Regions from separate parts of the Mus musculus genome. Here region 2 is linked to region 1. The links are chromatin contacts, called in public promoter capture Hi-C maps. All regions are on one chromosome and are shown on one strand. Each heading gives the region's core, a stretch centred on a gene start, on an enhancer-like site or on the middle of the called end of the contact. The rest is flanking DNA. Distances are from core to core; before and after follow the strand shown.

Evidence for each region. Promoter capture Hi-C pulls out the DNA fragments that hold promoters and counts their contacts.
Region 2: a contact with region 1 is called in a promoter capture Hi-C map of the HPC-7 cell line. The contact joins the promoter of Alox15 here to the promoter of Alox12 in region 1. A contact is called at or near these places in 8 of 39 promoter capture datasets (the C10 cell line, the HPC-7 cell line, cranial neural crest and 4 more), 2 of 15 datasets of contacts at CTCF or cohesin (the NIH/3T3 cell line and large pre-B cells), 13 of 484 Hi-C or Micro-C datasets (B cells, the C2C12 cell line, the G1E-ER4 cell line and 8 more), 19 of 115 datasets of contacts at active chromatin or transcription factors (the HPC-7 cell line, the NIH/3T3 cell line, Th17 cells and 12 more) and 5 of 9 other capture datasets (adipose tissue, embryonic stem cells, liver and 2 more).

The regions. Positions count from the first base shown.
Region 1 is chr11:70,253,558-70,256,995 of GRCm38.p6, reverse strand. It overlaps Alox12 (arachidonate 12-lipoxygenase), which reads left to right and starts at 1,626. Exons shown (of 14, transcript NM_007440.5): 1 at 1,626-1,858; 2 at 2,386-2,587. The coding sequence starts at 1,724. The region is part of intron 2 of Gm40191 (a long non-coding RNA gene); the gene reads right to left.
Region 2 is chr11:70,350,486-70,353,824 of GRCm38.p6, reverse strand. It overlaps Alox15 (arachidonate 15-lipoxygenase), which reads left to right and starts at 1,794. Exons shown (of 14, transcript NM_009660.3): 1 at 1,794-1,954; 2 at 2,907-3,111. The coding sequence starts at 1,820.

The DNA.
Region 1 (3,438 bases), core at 377-2,876:
ATTAAGCTCGTGTAGAAGTTCAGTTCTTTTTCTTAGTGTTCTCATTCTCTCTCTCTCTCTCTCTCTCTCTCTCTCTCTGTCACACACACACACACACACACACACACACACACGTAACCTTAAGGAATCATCTAGTTGATACAAACCAAACTCTTGAGAAGGCAAAACACGGCCCACGAAAATGCACGAGGAGAGGGCCACGGCCTGCTGTGGAGAACCAAGGGGATGTAGAGAAAAGAGTGACGCCGGAACATTGAAAGGAGGGGGAGCTGTCACTTGACAGACACCCAATCCAGAGCACAGAACTTCTAGGCAGGAATGGGCCTGGAGAGTGTGCAATAGTAACCCACGAAGGACCTGACATGCCCAGGGTTTGGAGGCCTGAAGGTGTGACCTGGAAAGTCTCAGACTTTTCCTTCCTGCAAGCAGCAGCATCCTAGGTCCAGAAAACAGATCCTCCTGGCCCTGGCCTAGCCACCAAACTAGAACATCTTAGTTTACAGGAACCTAGTTAGGGACATGTACATGTGACAAAATCTGAGTCCTGAACAAGTTTCCCACTATTCACAAGGTCCCTAACCAAGTGTCATTCTCACCGCTGCTCATGACTTTACTTTTCTGAGACCCAAGGCCAGGAGATAACTTGGGAAGAAAATCCAACCTGGGCTCCACTAAAGAAAGGCTCACTCTCCTTACCTGGAAGAAATAAACTCGTGAAACCCACCCACTGGACTGTAACTGATTCTATACTGCACCCTCCTACCCAGACTGGTACTCTGCATCCGAGATCTGGAGGAGGTTGGACAAAATCATTCACTGTCCTTGGCCTCCCTCAAGATGCGTGGCCCATGACACTTTTGTGTATTTGAAATCTTAAAGTCGGAGCTGGAGAGATGGCTCAGCGGTTAAAAGGGCTTACTGTTCTTCCAGAGGTCCTGAGTTCAGTTCCCAGCAACCACATGGTGGCTCACAACCATCTGTAATGGGATCTGATGCCCTCTACTGGTGTGTCTAAGACAGTGACAGTGTATTTACATACATAAAATAAGTAAATCTTTTTTTTTTAAAGAGAGAAAGAGAGAAAAGAAGGAAGGAAGGAAGGAAGGAAGGAAGGAAGGAAGGAAGGAAGGAAAAGAAATCGTAAAGTCTTATGTTCAGGTGAGTGGGAGACCATGAGGGTGGGGGAGAAGGCAGGGGTGGGGTTCTAAGTCTGGAAACGCTGTCTTTTCAGGCTCAAGGCAGCCTGGGAATCCCTGGGGGTTTACTGAAGGGGTGACTTCAAAAGCAGTACAGAGCAGGGACTGGGGGTGTTTGGGGACCACAGATGGTTTTAGCAGCTGGGCATCCCCCAGGCCCTCCCAGGCTCACCTGCTATAGGCATTCCTCTCAGCCCAGAAAAGACACTTCTTTTCCCTCCGTTTGAAAAATGGTTTCAACCCCTTTGCAAGTTCTCCTAAAAGCCCAGAGACCTTGGGAAGGGCCTCCTTAGCTCCCACTGTAGCTGATCCAAACGCACACCCCTTTCCCAAAGCCTGTTCTTGGGCTGGGCTAGCAGGTTCAGACTAGTCTGGGGCGGGGACTTGGGAGTGCCTAGGAGTTGTGAGGGCGGGGACACAGATCCATCTTTTTAAAGTTTTGGACCTGGCCCCGAGGCGACGGTGGCCCTGGGCGGTCTTCGAATTGAACTTAACTTGGATCGCCTCCTGAGAGGCCAGAGGGAGCCATGGGCCGCTACCGCGTCCGTGTGGTCACTGGGGCCTGGCTCTTCTCCGGATCCCTCAACCTAGTGCGTTTGTGGCTGGTTGGGGAGCACCGGGAGGCGAAACTGGAGCTGCAACTGCGGCCAGCGCGGGGCAAGGTCAGTGAGCAAGAACTGGGGCCCTCTACTGTCCAAGCAGAGAGTAGGAGGATGGCAAGGGACAGGAGACTAGGGTCTGTGACAGTAAGACCGCGATGGAGATTTGTAGAGGTGGGACACCGGGAGTGATGTCAACTACGGGCCCCGGGTGGTCTCCTTTCCCACACCCCAGCCCAGGCAGCCCTCTGAGTCCTGCATTCTTAGCCCCAGAGCCGATTTAAATACAGGACTTGAGGTCAGTCGAAGCTCCTCCAAGTTCCGGTGTGGTGGGAGCTCAGTGAACGGGATGAGACAGGCGATGATCGTCATCATCTGCTCAAATCTCTGGTCAGCGCGCTGTAGACGCTGGTCTTCCCTCAGAAATGGGACATCTTAGACCCGCCAGACAGGTTAGGGGTGGAAGAGGGAAGGAGAGCAGGGGCGAGGTGTGTTCTTTGACGGCTGCGGTAAGCTGAGGCTCCACAAAGGGGAGGCTCGGCCACCGAAAGGCTTCTCCCAATCCCTTCTATTAAGTGTGGTCCCCGCAGGAGGAGGAGTTTGACTTCGACGTTCCCGAGGACTTGGGGCCACTGCAGTTTGTGAAACTGCACAAACAGCACACAGTTGTGGATGACGCCTGGTTCTGCAACCTCATCACAGTTCAGGGGCCGGGGACAAGTGCAGAGGCCGTGTTTCCCTGCTACCGCTGGGTGCAGGGAGAGGGAATCCTGAGCCTCCCGGAGGGGACAGGTGAGCGGGGCAGCATCCTACCCTGGGGGAGTGGACGAAGAGGGAAAGGGCAGTGCTGGCGGCGAGGGTGTGGAGGAATAGGGCTAAAGAGGAGGAGAGGGAAAGAACTTGGAGAAAGGGTGGGCAGAAACGGAACAGTGAGTTTCTAGGGCGCAAGTGAGGAAATGAGAAGTTATGAATTCCCCAAGTGTTTCCCAGGATAAGTGATGTTGCAAATGAATTAAAGAGGGAAGTAAGAGATCTGGAGACTCTGTTTTCCTAGATAGAAAGAAGGTCATGGAGCCGGGGACACAAATGGAGAAGTAAAGAAAACAGTAGTACTGTGATTCGGAACCCGTGGGGAGAGGGACAGGTGAGGGGCTCAGAGAACAAGAGCTGGTGGCCAATGAGCAACGGGGCCGCGAGGAAGGGCCGCTGGTCGGCTGATTTGATTGGATGGTGGGGACCACCTGGCAGGAGGAGGCATGCGAAAGAGCCCGTAAAACTTCACATTTTTACCATGGGAAACCAGAGAAAGAGAAGTGCAGAGGCAAGTGAAAGCCAGGGTGGTAAGGGCGGGAACACTTGGAGACAGGTGGATTTCACTGAGGCGGCACCCAGGACAAGTCAGTAGCTGTAGAGTGATCAGCTCCAGAGGCGAAGCCAGGAAATGAAAGTACCGCTGAACGTGAACAGATGAAATTTAAGGTGTGAGATTAGCCAAAGCAACAAGTAGCTATAGGTGTGGTGTTGGTGACACCACATTTCATCACCTTAATTAGCGTGATTCTCCCCTCACCCCACCCCCACTTTAGATATTGATGAAATAGATTAGGAGATTGTGAGCTTAAGAAACAGGAAAGCATGGAGGA
Region 2 (3,339 bases), core at 545-3,044, 97 kb before region 1:
GTTACTGTGGACCGATTTCCTGATCTATGTTAAATGTGGGGGGTGCAGAGCAGGGGGTGTATGGATTATGTCACCCTGTGTGTGACAGAGACAGACATGGTGTTACAGCAAGGGCTGTTCTTACCCAAGAGGAGTCCAGGATGAGCCTTTTATGAATATGATTTTTTTAATTGAGCCACACAGAGAGATCTATCCAGGGATACACACTGTTGTGACTACCAATCTAGAAGACGCCCTGCGCCAAGTGAGCTGGGGTGAAGGTAAAAATCACAAGCTTGGTACCTCCTGTTGAAATAGTTGTGATGCCCATTAGCAAGCAGGACAGGATAGGAACGTTTAAGAAGAATAGGGCACATTTGTGTCACCATGGCATTTCTGTTTGATTCGGGAGCAGAGAGCCTTGCATTTACAGAAACAGAACAATTCAGGTTAGCGAACGTTCCAGTAAGTACCATACGTGCCTGAGAGTAATGCTGACCTCAGTTCCACCGGCGGTCGGGTCAGGGCTTAGCAAATATGTGATTCTTATTTCAATGGAAGGGGTGTGTTAGCTTGGGGATGTGCACAGAACTGACTCATAGTGGAGATTGCCATTCACCAGACACATTTTCATTGTCTTTGTTTAATTCAGTTTATAACACTCCATGCCAGAATGGCACCAAAGGTCATTTTATTACTCTTATTAGTCACATGGACTGAGAGTCTTTGTGGTCCCATGTCTCCCTAGAGGAAGGATGTATGTACAGTTGCATTCAGCTCAGTGGGTTCCAGGTGTAGCAACAGTTAACAATAAACGAATAAGCCCTGCTGGATGCGGTCTTGGCCTAGGAGGCGCTCCTGTGAGCCGGTGATACTGACACAAGGATGATCAGGGTCCAGCATTAGCCAGGCATCAGCAGAAGCGCTTCTGGGGTAGGCGGTAGAAGCTGGTTGTCTCTGGGTGGGGTGTAGAAGGCACTTCACTGAGAAGCTAGAGTCTCCTCAGGATTTGGAAGGATGAGTAGGGTGGACCCCGAGTACATGATTCTTCAGCAAATAACATGGAGTCTTTGGTGGTGGCTCTGGGGAGCAAGGGGCTTCAGCAGGAGTGCAGTGTGGGGAAGGGAGAAAATCAGGTTTCCGAGGGCTTTGAAGGCCAGGTAATTTGGGGTTTTATTATGCAGACATCGGGAGATATCTGGATGCTTTGAAACTCACAGGGATGAGCCCAGAGCCTGCCTCAGGATGGGCAAAGTGTACAGAGCTGGTAGAATTAATCGGGTGGCTAAAATGTGCCGCCTTTAAATGCTGCACAGCACCTGCAACCTTAAGATTATCCCTGGGCATGGGAAAACCCATCTGTGATGCGCGCACTGGAGAGTGGATGTATGTGCGTGTGAGAGTGTGTGTGTGTGTGTGTGTGTGTGTGTGTGTGTGTGAGAGAGAGAGAGAGAGAGAGAGAGAGAGAGAGAGAGAGAGAGAGAGAGAGAGAGAGAGTGAGCGCGCGTGGAGGAAGGTGTGACGGGGGCAGAAGGGACTGGACCAGATGTTGATTCTTTCTTGCATGTTTTCTTTTCAAATCCCCATCTACTTCTCCCTCCTGTTCTCCTCTCACCAAGATGATTTTTGAGAGTTCAGCTTTGCCCAGAGCCCCGCCTTTTTTGGGCTGGAACGAGGCCCCCAGCAAGTGCTGGGGGCCCCAGTAAGTGACAGAGGCGGGGTTAATTGCCACCTACAGCTCAACCCTAAACTAGACTTCTGAAGGGGCGGGGCCTCGGCTTTCTTATTTAGCCCGTCTACCCCTCTTGATTCTCAGAAGGGAGAAAACTTCATCTGCAAGATGGGTGTCTACCGCATCCGCGTCTCCACCGGGGACTCCGTGTACGCGGGCTCCAACAACGAGGTCTACCTGTGGTTGATCGGACAGCATGGGGAGGCATCTCTCGGGAAGCTGTTCCGACCCTGTCGGAACTCGGTGAGCTGCGCAGAGCTCTGGCTGTCCCGGGAGGCGGCAGGGTGAGGGGCTGGGGGCGGGGGCGGGGGCAAAGTCAAAGAAATCCCTAGGAACCCTGATGCGTGGCCCCTGAACTCTGAGGAAGGAGCTCACAGCCTCGGAAAGCGGAAAGGGTGCACAGAGGCATTCGGTGAGCGCTCAGTAACAGTTGCTGCCTCCTGGCCTCATTGAGTGGGATATTTCTGTGCGTCCCTCACTTCACAGAACTCTGCGGTACAGTAGTAGTGCCAGTATCAGCAGTGTCAGCTGCCCGAATGTCTCTAATTTTTTAAAGCTTAAGATTTACCATCTTCTCTCGTTCCTACTGTAGAACAGTCTGCCTGATAAAGCCTCCCAGTGTCTCCAGCTTCTTCCCTACGAACTGCCAAGCCTCTGGCTTACTCTCGGTCCCTCGGGACCTGGTCCTGTTTGGCTCCCAGTCCCCACGGCTCTCTGGGCCCTAGCTTCATGAAGGCGCTGGGGGCCCTAGCTTCATGAAGGCGCTGGTCCTTTCAGCCTCTACGCTCTCCATGGACTCTGCCTCGTGTCTTCTCTGATTTCATTCTCTCTCACCAACCCCGCCTCTCCAAATCCAGGTTTCTCCCTGGAGACCATCCTGTAGAAACCCTGGCTCAGGCCAAATGGAATTCCCATGGGTTCTCTGCCTTAGTGGGGTCTCCCATTTGACCCGTTCCTCACTGGGCCTCTGGCAGAGTTTCCAGAATTCCCCTTCCTCTAGTCCTCCCCCCACCCCCCGGGGAGGAAGGAGTGTACTTTCCCATCGTCCATCGTCCATCCTTAACCCTCTCACTCTTGGTTGAGGTGACAACCCTGAGTGGTGTCATGGAGCCTCTTTTCATCACTTTTCCTGTGGCCCAGTGGAAGCAGAACTCAGCCTGAGCACCCCATTCTGCGCCCCTGTGCTTATCTGCAGGAGGCAGAATTCAAGGTGGATGTGTCAGAATACCTTGGGCCACTGCTGTTTGTGAGAGTGCAGAAATGGCATTATCTCAAAGAGGACGCCTGGTTCTGCAACTGGATTTCTGTGAAGGGCCCCGGAGACCAGGGATCGGAGTACACGTTCCCCTGTTACCGATGGGTTCAGGGCACCAGCATCCTGAACCTCCCTGAGGGCACTGGTGAGCAGAGGGGTGGGGTGTGTGTGTGTGAAGAGGCATAGGGGGAACGGAGCCTCAGTTGTGTGAGGAAGGGGAGGCAGCGTGTGGGAGCTGGAGCCTGGAAGCTGGGCTGTTTGTTTGGTGTTTTAAATGAGTTGTCAAAGAAAGAGTAGCTGAAGCTGGCCCAGATGTCACGGAGGCTTCAGGGAGGGACATGAAGATGCATGCACAGAGGACAGCCAGGGCTGC